Regions from separate parts of the Mus musculus genome. Here region 1 is linked to region 2. A link is a contact called in public Hi-C data. All regions are on one chromosome and are shown on one strand. Each heading gives the region's core, a stretch centred on a gene start, on an enhancer-like site or on the middle of the called end of the contact. The rest is flanking DNA. Distances are from core to core; before and after follow the strand shown.

Region 1 (5,726 bases), core at 1,689-4,188, 120 kb after region 2:
ATGGCTGAAGGCCTCGGGGCCTCTTCATGTTCAGGATGAAGACAACTGATGAGATGGGTCACTTGGTTCAAGAGAGTGTCCTAGGCAAAGATGTTTGAACTTACTGGAAGAGGATCCACTACTATTCATTTATCCTCTGCTGCTAAGAACTGGGCTCCAAATTGTACCTTGGGACCCGTGAGTGCCAAAAATACACTATAAGGAAGGGCAGTCTTACCAATAAAGTATTAGAAAAGAGAGTATCCACATGCAAAAGAATAAAAAAGGACCTTTAAATACAACATATTCAGAGCGGATGAAGGATTTAAACTTAAGACTTGGAAATGAACTACAAGAAGAACATAGAGGAAAGAGTATGTATTCTTGGGATGAACTGGTATTATTCTGCATTTGATTCCAAAGCTCATAGGTAAACTCAAAAACATAACAAACTAAAGAACAGCACAGTGCGGGACATATTGGGTCGGAGGCAACCTACAGAATTGGAAAAAATATTTTCAAGGCTAATGGAGGGCTTATCATATCAAATAAACAGGAGATTAAAACATTCAATATCAAACAAGCACAAAAGTTAAAAATATTAGAAAATGGCCTGAATGTATATAATTATATTTCTCAAAAAGGATATAAATGGTTGACAACTATATGTGGAGTTAGTTGTCTATCATCTCTAGGATTAGAGAAATGCAGTAGAAGCCATAGAGAAAATGTTATTCATATCTTTCATGAGAGCTATTAACCAATAAAAGATAAATGCAGAAGCTATAGAGAAAAATAGACCCTTGGTAGAAAATAGGCTGTTGGTACAAATGTAAATTAATAATACTTAATTACTGTAATTAATACAGTAATTAAGGAAAGTAATATTGGGTGGTTTCTTACTCAACTATAAAGAAGGAAAATTGATGGAATTGGATAGAATCATGTTAAATAATACAACCCTTAGTAAGAGAAAATGGGGACCATGGATTTTCTCTTAGATGTGGAGCATTAAAGGGAGAAGAAGTAAGGAGCAGGCAAGTGTTAGTAGTGGGGAAATACACATGAGTATCTTATATGTTGTTATGAAAATGTCACAAAGAAACCTACTATTTTGTGTAATTAGTATACACTAATAACATTTTTAAATTCCTGAAGGCAGAATTATCATGCAATCCAGCAATCCCACTTCTGGGAACATGTCCTAAGATTTTGAAACCATTATGTCAAAGAGTACCTGACTAGTGGTGTTTATTGTGTCACTATTCATGATTGCTGATGAGTCAGCTTAATTTTTAAAACATTAATGGAAGGGCAAGCAAGACTGCTTAATCAGGAAGGACCTGTTGTTCTGTGGTCATGATGACTGGAGTTTAGATATCATCACCTACAAGACAAACCAATGTCCAGGTCCTCGTCGGGCAGAGGCATGAGGAGCTCAGCACCTAACTGAGAAAACACTAGTCCCAGATCCAGAGAGATGCCTGCTTCAAAGGAGCAAAGCAGAAACTGAAAGAGGACACCTCATGCCATTGTCTGGCCTCCATGCATGGATAAAGACATATATATATCCACACACATATGTGTACATTCATTCACACAGAAACATGTACACTTATACATGCATATATACACACATACCTCTTTTAAGAAATGAATGTGTGTGTGTGTGTGTGTGTGTGTATGTGTGTGTGTGTGATTCATGTATGTGATATACCTGTACTTGGAAGGTGAAAGTAGGAAGATCTCCTTGGATTTGGAGCCAATCTGGACTACATAAACATTCCAGAGCAGCCTAGGGTACCAAGTATTATTGTTTCAAAAAATAAATAAAACAAAAATTGATAAAGAAAATATAGACTGTGTTTTATATTTATTTATAGAATTGTATACTGTCCTCAGAAAGTTCCGAGTTATATCATTTTTAAAAGTGTGGGTGATGCTGGAAGTCATTATGCTCAGTAAATCATGAAAGACACTACAGAAGCAGAAAGACAAACACCGCACTCTCACTTACGTATGAAATTTAAACCAGCTGAAGTCACAGAAGCAGGGAGTAGAATGGGGAAGTGTTAGTAAGACACATAATGTTCCATTTAGTCAGGAGGAATAAACACCAATTATTCAGGGTAAGAGATATGTTAATTAGCTCAATTCAAATTTTACCTAGAACATGTACATCAGAACATCACTTTATGTACCATATATATGCAATTGTATTTTGCCGCCATCTATTGTCATGCTTGACTAACATAGTAAATGTTATGGGAAGTTAGTAATGCTATGATTTAAAGCATGTTGTGTAATTTCTTTGTAGTTTTCCATTGCAACATTTCTACAGTGGTGTCTTGTTAATGGCTTTTAGTGGTGTCTGATAGCCTAACCTCAGTTCTAACTCATTTGTCTCTGAGAAAAATATTCCATAATTTTGAAGAAGCATTTATTAAATGTCCCTTATGGTTACTGACAAGAAGGATAGAAAATCATGAACATTTCCGTGTTTTCAGAGATTTTCATGTCAGCCAGGGAGAAGTAAATAAAGCCACTGCAGAAAAGGTGTGAAGGGTGGGGCACCGTAGTATCCAGGATGATCTCAGCAAGGACAGAAGGTACTCAGATGGCATCAAATGCCTCACAGTGAAGCAGATGTGAGCTTCAAGCTCAGAGTCATCAATTACCAGCTGGGCAACCTTGGAAAACTATTAATCTCTCGTTGGTTCATGTGGGAAAAACACGTATCCTGATTTAGGGCTATAAAGGGATTTAAGCTCCATACATTTGGTACCAGCCACGTTAATTCACCGAGAACAACCCCCCGCCCCAAGTGGATCCTAAAGCTCTTCCTCTTGGTAACATAAAGGTGCTTGCTGGGCATAGGCACCCCCGCTGACTGCAGTGGGTCTGGGTTTTCCTGAGTCCTCTGTGAGGACTGCATGGCTAGCTTCCAAGGGAAGTGTGGGTGAGTCAGGGATTCTGGTAAATGTCCCAGTCTTCTCCTGGGTCACGCCAAGGACAATGAATGGCTTTCAACCTGAAGATACCCACGGGTTCTAAGGTTGTGAGCAAAAAAATGCAATTCATTTGTCTGGAGTCATAAATACACAGTACAGTTTAGTAGGAATGGTAGTTGAAGTACTAAAAGTAAATAATCTTTGCTGTGTGGCAGACACACATTTAAATGCTAGATGTGCATGACTTAAATTATTTAGTTATCACAGCAGCCATAAAACCATCTTCTACTGCATCTTCTGGAATGTTTTAAACAGAAGAACTGAAGTAAAGCATGGAAACACAGGTCACAGTCAGAACTAAATTTGGACACCAGACAGATGAGGACGTGGACCACTTTTATTAAAATTTATTTTGATCATATTCTTTCATATCCTCCCAACTCTTTTAAGATCTTCCCCATCTCCCTGCCCACTCAACTTCATGTTTATTCTCTCTTTCTCTCGCCCATAAAAGAAAAAAAAATGAAAAAGAAAATTTGTAAGACAAAATACCAAACAAAACTCACTGTTTTCTTCCTTTCTCCCCCGCCCCCCATCTCTCTTACCACCCCCCGCCCACACACACACATACACACCCACACACACCCCACACTCACACACACGCTCACGTGTACACATATGGAGGCCATTTTGTGTTGGCCAACCCCTGGAATGTGATTTGTCTTTATCATACCCCTCCCCTCAAGGCTCAGGGAGCTATGTGGGAAGGTAGAGGTAAACAGAGTGTACAAGTAAAGGCTGGTGGATAAAGACAAGAAAATGGCATCTTCCAGACGCAACATGACTGATAGACACATGAACTCACAGAGGTTGACAGCATGCACAAAACCTGCACAGGTTCACACCAGACAAAGTCCCAGCATTGAAAGCAGCTTTTTGTTTGTTTTTCAAGACAGGGTTTTTTTGTGTAGCCTTGGTTGTCCTTAAACTCACTTTGTAGACTAGGCTGACCTTGAACTCACAGTGATACACCTGGCTCTGCCTTCTGAGTGCTGGGATTAAAGGTGTGCACCGCCATCACCCAGTTGAAATAATCTCCTAATCCCAGGCTCCTTAACTGTGCTTTGGAACATGGCACAGTGCACAGCAGACCAGTATTCCTCCCTCCTCCAGGAGTATGTGCTTTCCCAATATCTTACTCTTGGAAAAATTGATGTATATAGGATAGCTAAAAGGGAATTTTGAAAAGATTAGATCCAAAGGCTCAGATATATTTTTGTGGGTTATTTAAGTTGGCTAAACATCTCTGTAGACTTTATTTTTATTTGTATTCATTTTCTAGAAAGAGTAGAGTCTAGCATGTAGAACATTGAGAAAGTTTATAGTAATGTCCTTATATACAGAGTTAGTTTGGCTAATTTGTGCCTAGCATTTAAATGCTTTATATGTAGTATATGTTTTCCTTACTTAACAAATATCAAAAATAGGCAGAATTTTTACCTACAAAAATTCTTCATTTAGAATTTCAGGGTTGTTTTTTGTTTGTTTTTGTTTTGCAACATAGAATAAGCTGTTGAAAGACAGCTGGAATCCTCTAATGACGCCTGGGAAGGTTCTAGAATTCTACAGGACTCTGTCACCTGAATCACTCCGGGGTTCCTAACTCACAGTCTCATAGGGTATCAGTTTTTGTTGGTAAAACACAAATACCTAATAAGACTTGTAAGAACTCATTCTGTGTGGACCAAGACAGGATCACTTTGTTCTCAGGAAGTTTGGTATAGGAATGCTGGTGTTCATTTCTAGGAGGGACCTTGAGTGTACTCAGGGTCCCATAAGTGGCAGGTGAGAGGCTGGAGTGGAAGATAGCCTTAAGAGATGAGATTAAAAAAAAACCCACAAAACTATTGAGAACAGCCAGAACCAGGCCTATGGCAACAGTAATGTGTGATGGGGGCTGTGGTTAAGGGAACTTATCTGAATAAAATGTTTCCCAAGGAAGGGAGGGAACTCAGCTCTCAAAACTGCAGTAAGGTTGGAGAGGCTCTCAGGAGGGAGAAGATGACAGGTACGTTCTCAGGACAGAAGTGCTAAGAGCTAGAGTGTTGGGGGCATAACCAGAGCTGAGAAAAAACAATTTCACAGATGTGTTGCTTTGCCTCCTTTGGTGAGTCACCAAGTACTCTACACACTTTCCTTCCTGTAACCTTTGCTATTATTGCTCTTTTTCCTCCCTCCTTCTCTTCCTCCCCTCTCCCTCCTTTTCTGTCTCTTTCTCTTCTTCTGAACCTTAGGTTATCTTGTTCTCAATGAACTGAGACTTGTCCCCTTCATGATAAAATATTGAAGTCAGTGAGAGTAGTATACATTTGTATTTTTCATTGTTTTTTAAAGATGAAAACTACCCTTGCTTACCTTAAAAAGAATGGAGTCTTTTTAGGTCTTCTGCTAATTTAATGAGGATTGTCTGTTGTTTTATACTGTTCTGTTTCCCTGGATGATCAGGCTTGTAGTTCAGGAATTCTACCGGATTTGACCATATGAGGATGTGTGTGAAGGGAGATGTACTTTGAGAATCAGCGTTCAGATAGGAGAGGCAGCACTTTCATTAAATACTCCTTAGAATGGCAGTTAAAAAGTGTGCAAGAATTGGTTTTATTAATGTACCTTTGTGGATCTCTTGACTAGCTTTCATTTTGTACAGTGAGAGGTGAAAATCTGTATTCTTAAGGCATTCCCAAATAAAAACTTAGAAATTCCAGCTTCATGAGCCACACTTTCTATAAATGGGAAGTT
Region 2 (5,063 bases), core at 2,043-4,542:
TGACCAATTACACTCGCTTTCTCTCTCTCTCTCTCTCTCTCTCTCTCTCTCTCTCTCTCTCTCTCTCTCTCCTCTCTCTCTCTCCCCTCTCTCCTCTCTCTCCTCTCTCTCCTCTCTCTCCTCTCTCTCTACACTCGCTTTCTCTCTCTCTCTCTCCTCTTTCTCTCTCTCCTCTCTCTCTCTCCTCTCTCTCCTCTCTCTTCTCTCTTCTCTCTCTCTCCTCTCTCTCTCTCTCTCTCTCTCTCTCTCTCTCTCTCTCTCTCTCTCTCTTTGAGTTTTACAGCTACACAGCATTAGTACAACTATATGCAACAGAAACCAATCAGAATATTGGCATATTATGGAAAATGGGTCATTTTGACATGATATTTATACCAATGAATTCATAGCTTATGTGTTTTTGATAAGTTATCCCTGTAAAAGGGCTGAGGATACAGTGTTTGCAATTAGGTTATTCCTCTATGTCATAGTCTCCAAATGAAGTCTCTCTGATGCTGTGAGGTGGAGCTCTCTGGTTTATGGTGCTATTTGGTTCATGAATATTTACATCCCTCAAATTCCACTAAACTTAATTTGTATAAAGAGTTTCTTTTACATATAACATTATTTGTTTCATTTTCCCTTAGTTTTAGATATTTAAGTTTCATTTACCTTTTTTTTTTTTGTTTTACAAATAACATTGATGAAGTGTTGGTCTTGACATTTTTATGTGCGCATTTGATCCCTCTCCCATGGCTGAATTGTTTGACAAAAAAAGAACACAGAGAATGCAAATGATACATAATGGCTATAATAAGACTACAATAATTATGGAGAATGTGAAAACAAATACTGTAAAAAAAAAAGAAGAAGAAAGGAAAGCAAACAGCTGTCTTGCTATTAGTTTATTAGAAAACCTCTGCCAACAGCTTTGGTTTTGTTTTAACCAGGCTTCTTCAATAAACCCACCCCAACTGCACACCCTACTCTCTCCTGCCACACCTGGAGACCAGCTACTTAAGGTGAGTCTCCAGGTTTTAAACATTGATAAAGTATCATTGCACTTCCTTAAGTCTCTTAGTATTCTCTGAAAATACAACTTTAATATCAGTATAGTTTTACCACAGGAAGGAGCATAACTTACTTAACTATCCCCCTTTTGGGGGCACTTAGGCTATTTAATTTTTAATTAAACAACAGTGAATGTAAAATCTTGCTCTCCTTAATCACTAGTTCTTAGATGGCTAGAATTAAAAATGACCAGAAAGACAGAAAGAACATGAAGTTGGGTGGGTAGTGAGGTGGGGAGGATCTGGAAGGAGTTAGGGAAGGGAAAAATATCAATATATAGTGTATGAAAAAATTAAATAAAAATTTAAAAAGCTAAAGGCGTACTCATACTTTGATAACTCTAATTAAGTTTATTCTTTGGCAATTTCAAATATGTTTATAATGTGCTGTGGTGCCTCCCACTTTTCCCTCCCTTATCTTCCTCCCATTCCTGTTTTCCCGGACAGGTCCCTTTCTACACTCAATGCTTGCTTTTTTGTTCTGTCTTGTCACCACCTGAGCATAACCAGGGACATCTGTGTGAATGTGGGTTGGTAGCTCACACATTCACCTGGTGGGCTCACTTCTGGGGACACAAGTGAACGCAATAACTGTCCCTCCTCCAGAATTCATCAGTAGTCAATAGTTCATGAAGGAGAGCTACAGTCCCCTGGGACCCATGATTTCCTGTTAACAGCCCAGTGCACTGGGCGTGGCTGATGTGAATTCAGGACTGTGAAGGCTATGTGGTACTTAGAGATAGCCTGAGGCAGCCCTCCTCTTTATCTTCCTTCTGGCTCTTATATTTGTTTGGTCTCCTCTTCCATCATGTTCCCTGACTGAGTAAAAATATTTTAGTATGCTGTCAAATTGTTTTCAAGAATATCCGTGTTCCGGAGTGCATAATCCACACGCACATTTTCTAGAATTGTTCTCATTCCGAGGTTCATATAGAAACACTTTTATAATATTTCATTCCGCTTACATAAAATTTATGTTTCAAACATTCGCTACTTGAATTCATACTTACTAACATTTTTGTGCTTAGAGGATTTAAATTTTTTGGTCATTTAATATTGCAATCTGGTTTACTTGCAAGAAGAAAAATCTATGTAGAACGTATGCCTGTAGCTGTGGTGCTGTTGATGTAGTTCTGTGACTGTTGTGTGTTACTGAAGTTCACCTCTGATGTACCCTGCACAAAAGAAAAGCAATGTATACTTAGTAACTCTAAGCTGTTTAATCCTTTAAGAGGAAATTATTAATTGAGAGTTACAAAGAATGCTATTTAGGCAAATCTGTACTTTAATCTACTTATGTTGAATAAAATGGGCTTTGTTTTAATAAAGAAAGTGTTTTTAATTCATAGACATATGGTTAATTGTTGACAAAGATAATATAAATTTGGCTCACATAAATTCTTGGTGGATTAAAGAATAAAAAAACAAACAAAGGAAATAAAAACCGAAGCGATAACAGAGCCACCTACCTGTTTGGCTACTCCTAAACTGTAAGTGGAAGAAAACCGAAAGGAAATGTATATATATTTGAGTGAACGTAGCTGCTGCAGACATATTCAGGTCCATTTATATTTAGTGTGTCAGTTGGGTCAGAGGATCCTTGAGCTCCTCCCATTGACATATCACCCTTCACTGCCTAGTGTGTGCGTGTGGGTCACATAAAATAGACCACCACTGCAGCTTTTGTACAGGATAAATGCTTTCCCAGAAGCAAAAAGGTTTGTTCGCCAAAAGCTACACATCTGTATGAAATAATACCTAAATCAGCAGGAAGTAGGTTTGGTACCACCACTTTTTTCCCATCTACTGTGAGGCAGGCACCCTTCCAAGAGCTTTGTGCACATCAACTTAATTAACCCGCATGGCGACCTCACGTGGTGGCTACTGTTATCATTTTCATTAAATAGATGAGATAACCGAGCTCAATACTACAAACCTCAGGCCTCTTTCCTCTCTGCCATTTCAGCAAACCCTAATCTTGTAGAAATTCATTCTGAGGCGTGGATCCTTATAAGAGATATCCCTAGGGTGTCGACAGGGGTCTAGAGAGGAGCGACACTCCGGAGTCTCTGGTCTCTCTGAATCCCTCAATCTTGTCACAAGGCTCCTGCGCGGTTGGCAGCGCCACCGCTCCACGCGTGCTGGGCTGGGCCTCAGCCGCAGCCCGCGCCACCTGCTCCCGGCTCCCGCGTCCCCGCCCCACGTCCCGCCCCCGCGCCGCGCCCGCGTCCCACGGTCCCTCCCTCTGGCGTGACGGGAGCTCGGGCGCCGGCTGCCCGCGCTGCGAGCGGCCGAGCTGTAAGCGTGCAGATCAGCCCAGTTGAGCTGAGCCCAGAGGAGGCAAGAGCACGGTCCTCGCTTCCCAGACTCCTCGCCGGAGTCCATTCAGTGCCGGGATGCTGCTGCTCACCCTGCGGCGGGCGAAAGGCAGGGATCGGGGGCGACCGGCCGGGGGTCCCCGCCGCGCGCTCTCGCTGCCCTGGAGCCCCGCCTGGATTTGCTGCTGGGCGCTCGCAGGCTGCCAGGCAGTTTGGGCTGGAGACTCGTCCTCCTCTGGCCGCCCGCTTCCTGCGTGCCAAGAGGTGAGCAGCACCGGGTCCCCACTTGGAGTTTGAGGCGGGGTGTGGGGTGGGGCGATCTCGGGGACCTGGGCTCAGAGTGACCATCACCTTTTTCGGGTTTGGAGGACAGGGGCGTTCGTTTTGCCCAGGGATGAAGTTGCTCGCCCCTGCTAGCTGGCTAGGAGCGGGTGTAGAGGCTTTCTGTCTTTCTGGTGGTGTATTTCTCTCCGTGCTGGTGTTTGGGGGTTTCTGAAGGACTTTGCTGCGCCCCCTTTGGAGAGCCAGGTCTCAGGACCTGGGTTTGAGAAAGAAATTTCAGGAAGGGGAGGAGACTGGGGAAGCCCTGCCCCATAGGATTTAGAAAACTAAGGCTTTATAGCTTTTGAGAGACCTAGATACTCACCCTCCCTCTCCTGATTTCTCTGCTCCCCAGTCTCCACAAATGCTTTCATCCAATTCTCAAGCTCTCAGCTTTCAAATACAGAACAGTGTGGTCTCTTGACATTCTGGCAAGACATGGATGTGAAGAAGGCAGAGAAGAAAGTACTTAGGAAAGAGGCGGGTTGGTGATGTAGAAAATTAGAATGGGCAAAGCAAATATGTTCCTTTGGGGAGGTTCTTCACCTGGTTGAAGTCCTGTAGCTGAGTACTTTACAGTTTAAGATCACTGCTGCTTTATAGCCAAGAAGGGTACATTCTGGGTGATTAGATCTTTCTCCTGCTTTTGGGAAAAACGAGACTTACTGTGCCAACAATTTCTAGAGGGTGTCACTGGAAGTTGCTTTGTGTGTTTACCTTTGCCTTTCATGCTCCAGAAAGTGCCTTCTTTTAATGAAAATCAATGAGGGGAAGGAAGTAACATTTCTGACCTACTTTGAGTGATTCTGTTGGAGAAGAGGTGAGGCACACACGCTGTTTTAAGGAAGATTGCTAGGAATCAGGGTGACAGGTTCTTTATAGGTATCCAGCAAAAATAGGTTAGCCATTAGCTTCTTTTGAGAAGAACGGCAAGATTCTGTTTCTGTGCTTGCTGGAACCACTTCGGAATGAGAGTATCCTCCTTTTAGACACCATCCATCATCCCTGGGTTTTCATCTTCTTCTCTTACAATACATGCCCCAGGGCAGCCCACAATGATGGAAAGTCAGATGGCAAGCTTGGGTGTGAATATGCAGCTGTACTGTAGCTAGTGAATCGGGGCAAAGTCTTGGCAAACAAACAGCTGTGCATAATTTCAGCTTGTGCTAGTATTGGTTCGATATGTATCCTGCCACTTGTCACCTGGGAATAAACCAGTGTATGGGGTTCTATAGAATTCAACTTTTTGGACATCCACAACTGTTGTGGCAAGATAAGCTTTATTGTCCAGTTGCCCAGACACAGTTTATAGCACACGTTTCTTTAACGAAGTGAAGTTCCAAGTTCCTTGCAACACTAATTCTTAGTAGTGAAG

Evidence for each region. A called contact is a pair of places that touch in the nucleus more often than the background predicts.
Region 1: a contact with region 2 is called in a Hi-C map of the N1E-115 cell line, with 5 times the contacts expected there. The contact joins the enhancer-like site here to the promoter of Elapor2 in region 2. A contact is called at or near these places in 2 of 39 promoter capture datasets (the 3T3-L1 cell line and the C10 cell line), 1 of 484 Hi-C or Micro-C datasets (the N1E-115 cell line), 4 of 115 datasets of contacts at active chromatin or transcription factors (the 230-238 cell line, SST interneurons and stem cell-derived neural progenitor cells) and 3 of 9 other capture datasets (adipose tissue, liver and pancreatic islet).

What each region holds. Positions count from the first base shown.
Region 1 is chr5:9,387,258-9,392,983 of GRCm38.p6, forward strand. All of the region lies in intron 2 of Elapor2 (endosome-lysosome associated apoptosis and autophagy regulator family member 2), which reads left to right. Among named protein-coding and RNA genes, the nearest start is that of Mir879, 14 kb to the left of the region's middle. Within about 2 kb of position 2,939, at least 10 of the 459 cell types and tissues checked have an H3K27ac peak or open chromatin away from gene starts, as enhancers often do. A contact at or near this core is called in the N1E-115 cell line and pancreatic islet, where this site is marked.
Region 2 is chr5:9,262,826-9,267,888 of GRCm38.p6, forward strand. It overlaps Elapor2 (endosome-lysosome associated apoptosis and autophagy regulator family member 2), which reads left to right and starts at 3,293. Exons shown (of 22, transcript NM_172706.4): 1 at 3,293-3,631. The coding sequence starts at 3,446.